Regions from separate parts of the Mus musculus genome. Here regions 1, 3 and 4 are each linked to region 2. The links are chromatin contacts, called in public Hi-C and HiChIP or PLAC-seq maps. All regions are on one chromosome and are shown on one strand. The core of a region is the stretch at or near the end of the contact, and the rest is flanking DNA. Distances in the headings are between cores, read along the strand shown.

Region 1 (3,681 bases), core at 508-3,007, 210 kb after region 2:
TATCACTGCCAACAATTTTTAAGATTCTGATGTCCCCATTTCAGAGATTTCTTTGAAACATTGCCAGCCCTTCCAGTAAGCATATAGCATAGAATGGTGATTTTTCAGAGTGCAGTCTGGTGGAAATGAAACCCAGACATGTAAAATTTGACACCTTAAGTACCCACATTCCCTGTCAGTCCCCACTCCCTGCCTCAACCCCCACCTTTAACACACCCATAGTTTCATTCTCTGGAAAGCCATAACCAGCACATAGCAGCAGAGGCCAAATTCCCTGGCCTTCCTCTTAAAAATGAGACACAAAAAATTGTCAAAACCTACAGAGGTTTCTAACACATTACTGAACAGTTACACCAAGTATAATATTATTTCTGTCTTTAGGAGACTTCTTAATTGGTTTCATGAAGGAAGCTTGCAGGTAATGAGGTTTAAATAAATAATAATATTCCGATATTCTGACTGGCCAGGAATGTAAATTTCTTTTGCACTGACTTCAATGAGTGTGGGAGTGGAAAAGAGGCCTGTGTGAAAATGTGGGTCTTTCTGCAAAGGGCAAGATGCTTGGATTGCTGGGTTTAGACATAATGTACTCTGGTTTAGCTTCAACAACTGAATGGCAAGCATGGTGCTTGGTATTGGCAAAATGCATAGGCAGGTTCTTAAAATAATGAAGTGATGTTAATAATTAACAAGTTCATTAACTAAGAGTAAGTGAGGTCTGTTTGGGCATCAGCCTTTCTAAGGTATTGCAATTCCTGGAGTATAACTCGCCTTGCTGGGCCTCAGAATATTTTCAGGCAGGTATGTAGTCAGGAATGCCTGTGCTCCCTACCTCTGGAGATAGACACATAGGCTTCTCATAAGCTTATGTTGGTTTCAGTTTGTTTGTTTGTTTGTTTTTTCTGTGCTTTTGAACTCAGTCCTAGCTATGAATTTTTCTGTTCTGCTTTTTAGTCCCTAGTAAGTGAACAAATAAATGAGTGAATATGAGCCTTAAAATACACATGCCACGTATGTTCCAAAGCTGGGTTCTAAAGGAGGTAGTACTTGGCAATGTGTACATGCACATATAAAAATCTTACCTTTTAGGTGAAAGGCATATTAGATAGTAGATAGATAGATAGATAGATAGATAGATAGATGATAGACAGACAGATAGATAGATAGATAGATAGATAGATAGAAAGGTAGGTAGATAGATGATAGGTAGGTAGGTAGATAGATAGATAGATAGATAGATGATAGACAGATAGATAGATAGATAGATAGATAGATAGATAGATAGATAGATATGACAACAGGAGGGACAATGATGCCCCTCTTACAGCATCATTGACAGTTCTAAGGATACTGAGGTATGAAGAGATAAGACATACTCCAGCATACTATAAAGGCATACATCACTTGTTGTAGTCAACGACCTGTCTGTGAGTGAGTACAGCCTGCAGTACCTGGCAGCCAAAGATGTGATCTTGAGAGATGAAATAGAGGACATCAATGAAGTGGTGCCGTGGACAAGCACATCATGCACACATGAGTTCTCTGAAAACATCATCCAAACTGAGCTGTGACTGGGTGGGAATCCTTAACCGATGAGTTGACTTGAGTTCAGTTGCAGTGATGGCCAAGTCTGATAGAATGTGAGTTCCATAAAGACAGACAGCTTATGTGTTTTATTTCCTGTTATCTCTTTAGAATCCAGCACAAAGTAAACTCTAAGTGGGTATGAATCAGTGAATGAAGAATGAATGAATGATCAGTCAAAGAGTGAGTCATTCTGTCAACACAGCTGTCCAGATGTCATGTGGAGGAGACTCCCCAGGATGAAATCATGTGATTCAGAAGTTTTTCCAAGGAAAGTGTGGTTTTTGCTTGACTAGTGAAGGGCAGGGAAGATAGAACCTGAACTTAGCATGCCATCTGCTCTGAGACAGGGACAGAAAGTCAGAGAGAGAAAAATGGAAAGCTACTATTCAACAATGACTGCCATTGTAACACTTGGGGTGTCAATCACCCTTCCAGACTACCTAACTGAATGTTGTAGTACTCCTGACAAGAATAAAAACCGTGTATCCTCTAAATGCTTTAACAACAACACTAACAACAACAAATACTTTCAAGAAACCCCAATCTCCACTTTAATAACTTTCCCATGCCTGATTACTCTGTTTGAACTTATAAGTGTCTTCATGTTGGAGGTAGCGCCACTGGACATCAATATCAAAAGCTGATGAGTGATTTCCACCTGTGAGGCTCTTCCAGAAAGCAAGGAGACATGTAGGTTCTCACTTCAGGCCAGAGCAGCTGTTTCTAACCCAGACCTGTTATTAGCAACAACTGAAGACCTGCTTTATTGCCAGTGCAGGTTAGATCTTATGGATCATCATAGATGAGTTACAAACCCACAACACTGGTGCCAAAAGGATACATCAGATGCAAGCCACTGGAGCCTTTTGCCTGAAGAAGTCAGAATGGTGAAAGGTCTTGCCCAGGACCACACAGCTGTTTGGTCCCAATCACCAGGCCAAGCCAAACCTGCCCTAGGGCTTCTGACCACCCACCAGAAGGATCAAAGCTGGGCTCCAGTTGGTATTGAGCAATGTGGAGATGAATTAATTTAATGGGAGTAAAGTTTGCCATAAAAAAAAACCAAGTAGAAATGCTTATTAGGCTCATACTTTATTTTCAGAAATCCATTCAATAGGGCTTCATATTATATCATCTACATTTGGGGACTACAAAGCATAGTCCAGATTAAAGCATACTTCTCTAGACATGGCACAAAAATAGGGTCAAGAAACAAGAAAAAGTCCATGAAGTTAGAAGTCAGATTCATGGTTTGACAAAGCAAAGCCCCTTTACCATCAATCACCTTCTATCAAATCCTAAACCAGGTTCTTCATTTACACTGAATGTAAATATCTTTTTTTTTAAGTTTTTTAATTAGGTATTTTCCTCGTTTACATTTTCAATGCTATCCCAAAGGTCCCCCATACCCACCCACCCCCACTCCCCTACCCACCCACTCCCCCTTTTTGGCCCTGGCGTTCCCCTGTACTGGGGCATATAAAGTTTGCAAGTCCAATGGGCCTCTCTTTGCAGTGATGGCCGACTAGGCCATCTTTTGATGAATGTAAATGTCTTAACAGCAAATTGCCATTTGTGAGTCCAAGTGTGCAGTCATTATGGTGGAGTTTCGATGACTGGCTCATCACAAAGAGGAGACACCACATCTGACAAGAAGAGAAGCTTCCCCATCAAAGCAGCATCTGCCCCCCAAAATGTCAGCAGTGCAGAGGTTGAGGAAAGACAGTCTGAGGTTGGGCAAGCTCTTAGCATGAATCGTCAGATGAGCACCTTGAGAGGAATCTGACATTTACAGAGCTTAGTACTAAATTTTTCCCCAGAAAGGCAGATAAAGACCCAAGTATGCTAATGGCTAAGCTCTTTCCCCCAATCTACAAGCATCATGAGCATCCTGGCACCATGCTTGTAGGATGCTTAGTACGTGCCTTCATCAAATATTATATCCTTTCAAAAATCTTGGGACAGGAAGCATCCTCATGAATAGGAGATCATTTCTCAAGGCTGAGCTGATAGTAAGAATAAGACTCCCACTTAAGCCTGCCCTTTTTCCAGAAACAACACTGCCCCCAGACATTTCTACCCAGGTTAAGATAT
Region 2 (3,163 bases), core at 633-3,132:
TCTTATTTCAAGAGTGGCATGCCTGTTGGATTACCTCCGAGAATTCTGAGCGCTCTACGTGCAATCTGCTGCAATACCGATGGACTGACTGGGAGATAATACTTAAGGATGCTAACTGCACCTGGGTGAGACTCTTTTCCACCTGTCCAATATTTATGGAGACTGGCCACATACCAAGCATTATATCAGAGAAGGGATGGGTTAGGGATCAAGTCTCTGCCTTTGTGGAATTGGAGGTCTAGTGAAGGGAACGAGATAAGCAAGTGCTACATGAATAAACATGAAGGTGGTAGAGGGATGTGGTGAAGAAATAGCTGAGAAGGGATCATAAGGGGTCAGATCTATCTTAACGGAGAACAACTGTGTGATCATAGGCAAGATTATTACTTCTAAGAGACAATGAAAGCAATGATGACTTGTTGGTCTTTGGTCTGAGACAGAGTGGATAGCGCAGGCTGTCCTGGACCACAGCATCTACTTGCTTCCGACTCTCAGCTGCTGAAATTAAGATATATGTTACAACAAAACACCTGGTCTTTTGCTCACTATATTTCATTATTTATTCTTTGAAAGTGTTCATATGTGCACATAATGTATTCTCATATTGTTTGAGAATTTAATACCAGGATGGCATGTGCTTTGACGAGAGCCACTCCCTACTCCTTCCAATACCCTCCATTACTTACCTCCTGACTTCCTGTACTGGTTTCTAAACCCACTGAATCTGCTTAGTGACTGCAATGAGGCAAAGGTGCAGGATCAAACTTTTGAGTTGACCACCACAGAGAACTCAGCAAAACAAGATTCCTTTCAGTAGTGAGGCCCTGTGATTCAACAGAAGTCTTGTGTTCTGAAAGCCAGTTCTGATCTTGAACAAGTTATTTAACACTTCTCTGCCTCAGTTTTCAAGTTTCAATGGGACTTGGAAATGCTTATTAAAGAGTATTATGGTGTGTAGCCTTGCCTGGGTGGCCTGACACTCTTGCATTTCAAGGATATCGTCTACTATGTATCTTGGCCTCCTGAGTGTTGGGATTATAGACCTGTACGACTACTGAAGATATGATTAGAAAAAGACATCTATCTATGCCCTAGTTTCTCTGTTGGACAGTACAAAAAGCCATTTATTTATTTGTTTGTTTATTTATTTACACCAAAACACCTTGAATCAATAAATTGTGATCTAGATCTCATGCAGCCCTAAAAATCTGTTTGCTTAAGTTCTAAGAACCTTCTGGAATTTCATAAAAACAGCATTGAATGTATGCACATAAATATGTTTAGGGCTGTATTCCTCCTCTGAAAAGAGATCTTCTAGCATTTATTGTAATGTAATTCACCACTGTTCATAAGGGTTAAGAGCCATTGACTTGAAATGGGGCTAAAAACATAAATTATTTATAGAGAAGCAATAATATTAACTTATATATTACAAGTCTCTTACTATTTATGACATGCCCATAATTCATCTCACTTGAGCTCAAGACAGGCAGCTAAACTAGGCATAGCATAGCCCAGAGTAACAACTAGCACTGTGCTCCTGGCCCTTGCTATTGGAGGGCATTGGTGTTTACCACCCCCACTTCAACTGCACAAAGCAAGGGCAAGGACCACAGTATGACCTTAAACTATTCAACTCCACTTAATTACCCATTGTAGTAGGAGCACATAAATACAGGATGTCCCTTTGCTCTGCCATTCTGCTTTGCATCATTATCAGAAAGACAAATGTAATTCATGTCCAATTACTCACTCACCGCAAGGTCAGAATATTTATTTTTATCATACTGGTGATTTTTTGGATTAGTGGTATCAGTATTTATTCATGGCTAACCCAAACCAAACATCCTGTTGATATCAATGAATTGCTATATAGTTATTGTCACAGGTATGCTGAGTCACAGAGCAAATAAGAAGTTTATGAGTTGACAGAGAAAAGGCTACAAAGAGGTTAAGATAATGTTCCCTGTTAATCACAGGTGTCTTGTGAAATAGATGCATTGTTTATTTATATTGTCCATTTATTGAGCAGTCGGTGCTTGGGAAACCGAAACTAGCCCAAATAGTGAGGATTAAATAAAATTCACATCATTATCTTTAAAATTGGTTGCTGGTACATTTTGGTTCAATTTAAGAACAGCTCATTTTAGCAATCAGTTTTTATCCTCTGCCTCGTAGCGAAGAGCTTTGTCTAGCTTTCAGATGTAGACAGAAGTAGGAGAGGTGGAAAATGAAAGAAAACTCTTTTGGGTATGGTTCATTTGCTCAGAGATCTGGAGTAGCATTAACTGTTATCCTACCATACTCTTGTAGTCAGTTCCTGAGATTACAGTGCCAGTCTGGAAAAGAAGAATCCAAACCCTCAGCTGTAGCAATATATATGGCTCATTTCTTTCCTTACTCATTCTCAGCCAAGCAAATGCATTTTATTATCTTTAGTCACTGTCATCAAGACAGACACAATTGTCTGAAGATGTCACTAATTCTGGGTCGTTAAAGATGTCATTGTTATAAGTTGTACCTGTGATTCAAATCCTTTCTTTTCTCTAGATACCTGTAATAACAGAGTCAGCAGGTGTGTGTGTGTGTGTCTGGGTGTGTGTGTGCGTGTGTGTGTGTCTGGGTGTGTGTGTGTCTGTGTGTCTGTGTGTCAGTGTCTGTGTGTCTGTGTGTTTCTTAAGCTATGCCATTGTTCCTCTTAGTGTCTTTGTACATACTAGTAGTTCAGAAAACAGTTTTCTAATTGTGGCTCATGGTGAGAAGATAGCTATTATAATTAGACAAACACTTTTTCTCTGAGCTTCTGATTTTTGCACTTATGAAAAGGGGATATAAAACAACTGGTTTCTGTGGTACCTTCCTATCCATCACGCTACATTCCACTAATACTCTACCTAGCTTCTATAGGGTTTGCTGTTATAACTAATGTCCAAGAGAGCTCCCCTGTCAATATGATAGGCCTAAGTTAGGGGCAAAGTGAATACTGTTTTAAGAATCTTTAGTTGGGAGATGAAATAAGAATACTTGATGCAGCATAGTAGCCAAAAGACTAAATTTAGGGATTGAATGCATAATATTACATCAGGTTTTAGAATGTGAAACCTCTACTGTCAAAAACCAAAAGTCAGCAAGGAGCTAGGGAAATGGTTCTGAGGATAATGTG
Region 3 (3,153 bases), core at 302-2,801, 200 kb before region 2:
AATGAGTTAGGCTCTAAATCCTCTTCCCATCCCCACATTCCAGGAAGTTAACTGAATAAATGCTAAATTGGTAGTCTGCACAAGTGTTTCCTTTCTTATGCCCACAGCCTGAAGAGTCTGTGCTGCCAAAATTCTTTTCATACAATGCATCTCTCTGAGTGGCACATGGGTAACTGTTAAACATGACTGTAATGTGAGAATGTGCATTAAATTAGTGTAAAAACTCTATGCTTCACAATTTCCAGATGCCAGAATCTAGTAATGTTGTCATTTTTCTTTTTCTCTGTTCAGATGTTCACACAAATGGGAGGCAAATGACTACAGGAAGCCACCTTCTAAAAATGCATTCCTTTGCTTCTACCAGTTTCTTCCTGAAGATTGAAATCTTCTGTGAGAGCCCATCAGAGTGCCTTTTAGACTGTCGGAGCATAGTGACAATGCCTCCCCCCTGCATTGCCTAAAATTCTGGCTCTTATATGACTTTGAAAGTAAAGACAGCCTGGTGGTAGCTAGAACACCCAAATTAACTCTATTAAACCCCGAACTGTTCAAGTTTCAAGTAATCAGTTCCAGTTGGTACACATTCAGTTCCAGCCATGGGCATCTGAAGAGCAAACTGACTCGGTAGCAATTGTTGCTGGGGAAGTTTAGGTCCCAATCAACATAAAATGTGCCTAAGCACTAAAGTTGAATGTTGATCAGACTTTCCTTTGTCTACTTGATATCAAATAAGATACCTAAGGGCTGTTTTATTATCAGAACAGAGGAGTAATTCAGACAATTTAAATAAGAGATTAAGTATCCTTTGTATTTACACACAAGGACATTACCAAGCCATGATAGCAAAGCTATAAATTATTTCACTTTTAAAATCATTGTTGCTTTAGTTAATCTTTTTATTAAAGTGATAACAATTGCTTCTGTCACATTTATTTAGAAGTAACTATGCTCTTTCTTTGAAATTTGCTCATGTGTCTGGGATGGGGAACACAAGAGCCATGATTCATATTGTGCTTGACCCATGCATAAAATTATATGGCAACCTATGGAGGTGTGCAGAGAGGCAGCCTTGCCCAAGTTGGCGTGTGAGCATAAAATGAACAGAGATGAGAATAAACACATAATGCATGTGTATGTAGACATGCTTTACATTCAGTTCTTATGAGAGCCAATGAATTGTAGCATGGATAGTGAAACTGAGGCTCCAAGAGTTTAAACCATGTGCTGTATGAAGCAGGATATAGTCTTTCTGCAACCAGTCACACACATGTTCCAATTTTTACCTTATAAAGTACATTTCTCCCATTAACAGTGTGGGAAATGGCAGTCCAAGTGGAGGTATAGAGACCCAGTTTCTTCTATTGTCCTTATGGTACCAATGTCTTCTGTTGCCTCAGAGATCTGAAATAGGTCTTTGTCTAAGGAAGACACTGATAGAAAAAAATAGGAGCCTGAAAAGTCATTTGAAGAATGTTGGGCATGGCCAGACTAGAAATTACTCATATCACTTCTTGCCCACATTCCACTGACCACATTCAGTCACTTATATGGACTCATCCCATGGTGAAATGGATCTGGCAAAGAGGCGCAGTAGACTTGTGAGGAAGAGGAAATGAGTCTATTGAACACAGGTCATTGTCTCCTTCCCTTGACAGCAGAGGTACTAAGAAGAACAAGGTCCATCCTCTGTAGATCCAAATTCTGTGCTTTCTTTGCCTGTTCTAAATAGAGTTGCAGAATCACACTCAAAATGACCCAGACTGACAGATGCACATAGGCATGCTTGAAGTTAAAAAAGGACATGGGAATGCAATTTCAACAATCTTGAAAGATCTCGGCTACACTTTATTCAGCTGAAATTTCACGATCTCATTCATGTTTATCTCAGACATGACCTAAGAGTGCCTGGAGATATTTGGTCTGCCTGTGTTTATAACACAATGAACAATCTTGTAAATGCTCTTTCCCTGCCCAATTTCCCCCCTGTCTACAGTCTGCTTTTTGAGATTTTAACTATTTCCTTTGTGTCAACTACAAACACTGTGAAGCTGACTTCCTTGTGTGTGTATAGTTTCATCATTTCCTACATCCTCTTTTCTGAGATGTAGGGCTGATAGCTCAGCAGCTACTGTGCATTGTCTCAGTGCCCATATGTTCTTATCATCAATGTAAATAGCACTGCAGCTTATGTTTATTCTCACTAAACATGTACATCCTTACATTTTAATGTTTTATTTTATGATACACACAAATACACACACACATATACACATATATACAAACACATATAAATACACACACATATATGTATGTGTGTATATATATATACATATACATACATATATATATATACACACACACGTGTGTGTGTGTTGGACAGCATGGTATACTAGTATATGTACATTGTACATAGTACGTGGTAAACTGATTAATATATATCACTGCATCACCTCATATATACTGAGAATATTGAAAACTTACTTTATTCACAATTTTTAATACTTAATGTTATTAACTCAAACTGCATTGTTATATAACAGATTCCCTGAATGTATTTATGACATACAAACCTACTTTTACAAACTTTGTAAAACCTTACTACTCCTCCCTTACCCTCTGGCCACTCACATTCTTTTCTCCAGTTCACATCTAACTATTGTGATATGAGGAAATTGCACTATGGTTCCCAACTCCAAAGACATATCCCAAGGCACCATAGCTTCTTCATCATGATGGACAGTATTTCATGAAATCTTTTGCCTGTACATTGTTTCCATCAGCTATCTCATGAGAATGATTAAAAAAAGAAGATAATATGGAAAAGTAGCAGAGAAATGACTTTCATAAACTTGGCTAGAGACATGCTAGGTGGGCCTTTGGAACTGATTTGTAGGAGAGATATTCAAAAGGCTGGCACTGAGGTCTAGAGAAGACTTAGACTGTTGTAAGTTGAATTCAAGTGACAAAGAACCTGACCATGGCCTGAAATTTTGAATGAAGCTGATACATATATATACATATACATATGTATATGTATGTTATATATATATAAACATGTGTGTGTGTGTGTGTGTGTGTGTGTGTGTGTGTGTGTGTGTGTCTGTGTATGTATCACTCACATGATGGAGAAAATTTCAAGATTGAAAAGACTGA
Region 4 (3,536 bases), core at 107-2,606, 160 kb after region 2:
TATACATGTATGTAGAGTTATGAAAGAAACTTAGTAAGAAGCTCCTTATATGGAAATTCACTTCCCAGGCATCTCTTCCATATGGATCCTAATCTGTGGGAAAAGCACTGAACTAGAAAAAAAAAGAAAAAAAAAACTGCAGCCAGTTACTTGCTGTGCTGAACTTTTTTAGATGTGGCCTATATGGTAGGTCAAAGCTGCAGATTCTTCATTATTCTTTTTCTTGCTGAAGATGAAAAGTACTGAGGCCAATAACCTGGTGAATAATTCATTTTCCCAAAGAATAATTTGTAAGCCTTGAAATTCCTTTTGGTCAACAAAAGAGCAAATGTTAAGAGATAATAATACTTTCCTCATGCATATAACATTTTATGATGCTTTTCTAACCATTCGCCATACAATGGAGATAATGGCCATACCTAGTATTTATTGATTTTACAATGTGCTAGTGTTTTGTGCTAAGTTCTTCAACTCAGAGATCACAGCCTTTAATTTTTAATGCCTGGACTAGGCATTGCCATTTTTATCTATCCTTTTCAGTGGAAGAAACTAAGATTTTTAAAATGTTAACTAACTTTTGTGGAAACATACAGAATAGAAATTTGTGTCATAGTCACTATGTAAGATTGTCTCTCATAGGGACATTTCTTTAAATTTCTCTGGAAGTCAGTAGGTAATGACAATCATTAAATTCCCAACTAGTTTTTTTTTTCTTTAACAAAAAAGAAAAAGAAAAAGAAGATGAAGGATGGTTCCAGTTTTCAAAGGAAAGACATTGAGCTGCAGAATTGCAACAGGGTACCTAAGTCACATATCATATGATCAAAATTAATTTATGGCATGGAGCCTCGGTGTCTTCCCACATCCCTATGGTAATTCTGACAGAGCCAAAGGGATTCCTCTAAGTCTTGCCTTATATTGTGAAGAACAAATGTGGGGTGGGATATAGCAATAAATAGAGATCAGCGATGACATTTTCAGCCAAGAAGATTGGCTTATCAAATCCCCATCAGCCCTTACTAGATCATATCAAGATTTTGCAATATGAACATAATGTTCTCTACTGTCCAGGACCTAATCCTTTTTCATTGGGGAGCACATTTGCAAACAATGACTCCTAACTCATGAGGAACAGCATCCAACTCTTACTCCACCAGGACCTTTAGTCCACGTTGGAGGCAGCAGCCCCGAGGTTAAAGGGCTTTCCTGAGTCTAACATTGAAGCTCTATCTTGAAAGAAGATTTCCCAAAATGAACCCCCAAAGAAACCAAAAACAGCATGAACGTACATCCTGTTACTCAACACGCCCTGGTTTCCTAATGCAAAGTCAGGAAGAGAAGGTGCCAACATTCCTGAATGTTAGAATCATCACAGAGCAAACTCGTACTGTTCCCACACTCGAACACTAACAAGCTAGACTTCTTGCTCTCCTCTTTACTTATGGAATCTCTGCAAAACCATATGGGCCATGTTAGGCATCAGGCACTAACTCTCCCTATCATTCTCTCTAAGGGATTTGCAGACTCATTCCAGGCAAGTGGCTTTAAAAGCTAGGTTGTCCTATTTGGAAATATAGTCATGGGCCCTGACAAGGAAAAGCACTTTTGAACTTCGACATGTTTTTATAACCACTTCCCTAATTAAATCTCATAGTCTCTTAGAGAAGAAGTGGTCTTCATCACTTCTGTGTCACAAAGCACAGAAGATTAAACTCCAGCCCTCATACCTTGGACTATTTGATGAAAACAAAATGAGGTATTTTGTAGGTAGTGTGATGTGCAGAAATGTCAAATGTGGTTGTTTCTTGGTCTAGGGATTGCCATTTTAATTTCTCTATCTGAAAATGGAAACGATAAGGAAACTTGCCTTGTGTGTTACTGTTTGGAGTCAGTAACATCTGTATGCATTAAGTTTCTGCTTTGCATGTTAACCCACACATACACACACATTCAGACACACATACACACACACACATACTCTCTCTCTCTCTCTCTCTCTCTCTCTCTCTCACACACACACACACACACACACGCACTCAGACACACATACACACTCTCACGCATTCTCACTTTCACACACATATACACATTTGAAACACTTAGCAGTTTTTTTCTATACTGGCTATTCCTTCCCTCATTCACTGGTGTTTCTGATGGTCATTGGATGGAAAAATCAAGGAGTTTTCTATTGTAAAGGACACAGCAATGAACAATATGGCGGGGGCAGGTTCTGCTTATAAAATGTGCTTTGTTTCTATAAATTAACACAAATTACAGTTATTTTCCATTATTAATTTCAAGTCAATGCCACCATTTATTTAGTTAAACATTCTCTTGGTTCTTCCCCTGGCTGGTCCACCCCATTCCTTTCGCAGGTGGGGCAGTTCTGCTAGTAACTGCTGCAGAATGTGATTTCTTGAATGGGGGGGGGGGGGCTTAACCAAAGGAGTGGAACAAGTTTTCTGGAATTTGACACCTACTGGCTATCTGTATGTGTGTCGATGAGAAATCTGAGTGGGGTTTCTGCTATGTGCAAGCACCATCCTGGGTACTGCGCTGAGCAAGAAAAGAAAAGTGCATGGGCTTAGGCAATGTACTAACTGGGAGTAGGGCTGCGCAGGGTAGGGCTGTGAAGCATACACAGCATTTTTCCGAGGCGAGATGGGTGAGTGCTGCATTCCAGGGTTAGCCACTAGTATGAGCAAGCATAGACAGTGCGTTCTGGAGCTTCCTGCCTGGACCATAAAACCCACCCTCTATTCCTTCCTATTGTATACACATATACATCATATATATATATATATGAATATGACATATATCTGCTCATGGGCATGTGTGACATGAAATATACACTTTCAATTTACTAAAGAAGAGATTTATTAAATAAATTTTAATTTGGGGGGGCAGAATCAAAATCTGTCCCTTGTTATATACTAGTAAAAGAAATTTTCTGAGATTCCTATGAGAAGATGAAAATGATATTTTCTTTTTTCACAGAAAAAAAAAGTAACCTATTCACAAACATGCCTATAGTTTTATAAGTGGCAAAATTAGAATTCAATGTTGGTATTTGAAAATGCAGGATTTTAAGAAAGACGAAGTAAGGCAAGCAGAAGTGAAAGAAGGGGTTTTCAGCACCCTAAAGCATACAAAGCACCCCCATTTTAAGGCCCTAGAGTTTACCATCTGGGTCTACAGACAGAAGGTGAAAAGAAGCCTATCAATGGAAGACACGGGATAAAAGAAGAAGTGGTGTCACAGTGGCGAAGTCTTAGCTCCTCAAGCCTCATCAAATGGTCCAGCACCCTAAACTGCAAGACTCTGAGAGCCCAAGTGATTCTCAGGGAGTAGGACACGATCAGCATCACGCATCAGCTGGAAGCATCCATGGCCCTCAACCCAAGGTCCAAATGGGGCCTTAAAACCAGTGGCTGTAAATTCCTTTACAAACTATCCCAGGCATTCCTTACCTTGCATGCATCAAGGTCTAAGACACACTCTGTCCCCAAGAAGCCTTCCATGAAAACTCAGGCTTT

Evidence for each region. Hi-C and Micro-C count contacts between places; a contact is called where the count stands out from the background. HiChIP or PLAC-seq counts read pairs in DNA pulled down with a chosen protein or histone mark.
Region 1: a FOXA1 HiChIP or PLAC-seq map of pancreatic cancer cells shows a contact between it and region 2. The contact joins two enhancer-like sites. A contact is called at or near these places in 2 of 484 Hi-C or Micro-C datasets (CD4 T cells and embryonic fibroblasts) and 2 of 115 datasets of contacts at active chromatin or transcription factors (CD8 T cells and pancreatic cancer cells).
Region 3: a Hi-C map of pancreatic cancer cells shows a contact between it and region 2, with 2.4 times the contacts expected there. The contact joins two enhancer-like sites. A contact is called at or near these places in 1 of 484 Hi-C or Micro-C datasets (pancreatic cancer cells) and 1 of 115 datasets of contacts at active chromatin or transcription factors (pancreatic cancer cells).
Region 4: a FOXA1 HiChIP or PLAC-seq map of pancreatic cancer cells shows a contact between it and region 2. The contact joins two enhancer-like sites. A contact is called at or near these places in 3 of 484 Hi-C or Micro-C datasets (adipose-derived mesenchymal stem cells, pancreatic cancer cells and uterus) and 2 of 115 datasets of contacts at active chromatin or transcription factors (a colorectal cancer cell line and pancreatic cancer cells).

Annotation. Positions count from the first base shown.
Region 1 is chr15:61,653,289-61,656,969 of GRCm38.p6, forward strand. No RefSeq gene overlaps it. Among named protein-coding and RNA genes, the nearest start is that of D030024E09Rik, 120 kb to the right of the region's middle. Within about 2 kb of position 1,758, at least 18 of the 459 cell types and tissues checked have an H3K27ac peak or open chromatin away from gene starts, as enhancers often do. A contact at or near this core is called in pancreatic cancer cells, where this site is marked.
Region 2 is chr15:61,444,664-61,447,826 of GRCm38.p6, forward strand. No RefSeq gene overlaps it. Among named protein-coding and RNA genes, the nearest start is that of Gm24696, 88 kb to the left of the region's middle. Within about 2 kb of position 1,883, at least 22 of the 459 cell types and tissues checked have an H3K27ac peak or open chromatin away from gene starts, as enhancers often do. A contact at or near this core is called in a colorectal cancer cell line and pancreatic cancer cells, where this site is marked.
Region 3 is chr15:61,240,405-61,243,557 of GRCm38.p6, forward strand. No RefSeq gene overlaps it. Among named protein-coding and RNA genes, the nearest start is that of Gm29904, 46 kb to the right of the region's middle. Within about 2 kb of position 1,552, at least 51 of the 459 cell types and tissues checked have an H3K27ac peak or open chromatin away from gene starts, as enhancers often do. A contact at or near this core is called in pancreatic cancer cells, where this site is marked.
Region 4 is chr15:61,607,260-61,610,795 of GRCm38.p6, forward strand. No RefSeq gene overlaps it. Among named protein-coding and RNA genes, the nearest start is that of D030024E09Rik, 170 kb to the right of the region's middle. Within about 2 kb of position 1,357, at least 78 of the 459 cell types and tissues checked have an H3K27ac peak or open chromatin away from gene starts, as enhancers often do. A contact at or near this core is called in a colorectal cancer cell line and pancreatic cancer cells, where this site is marked.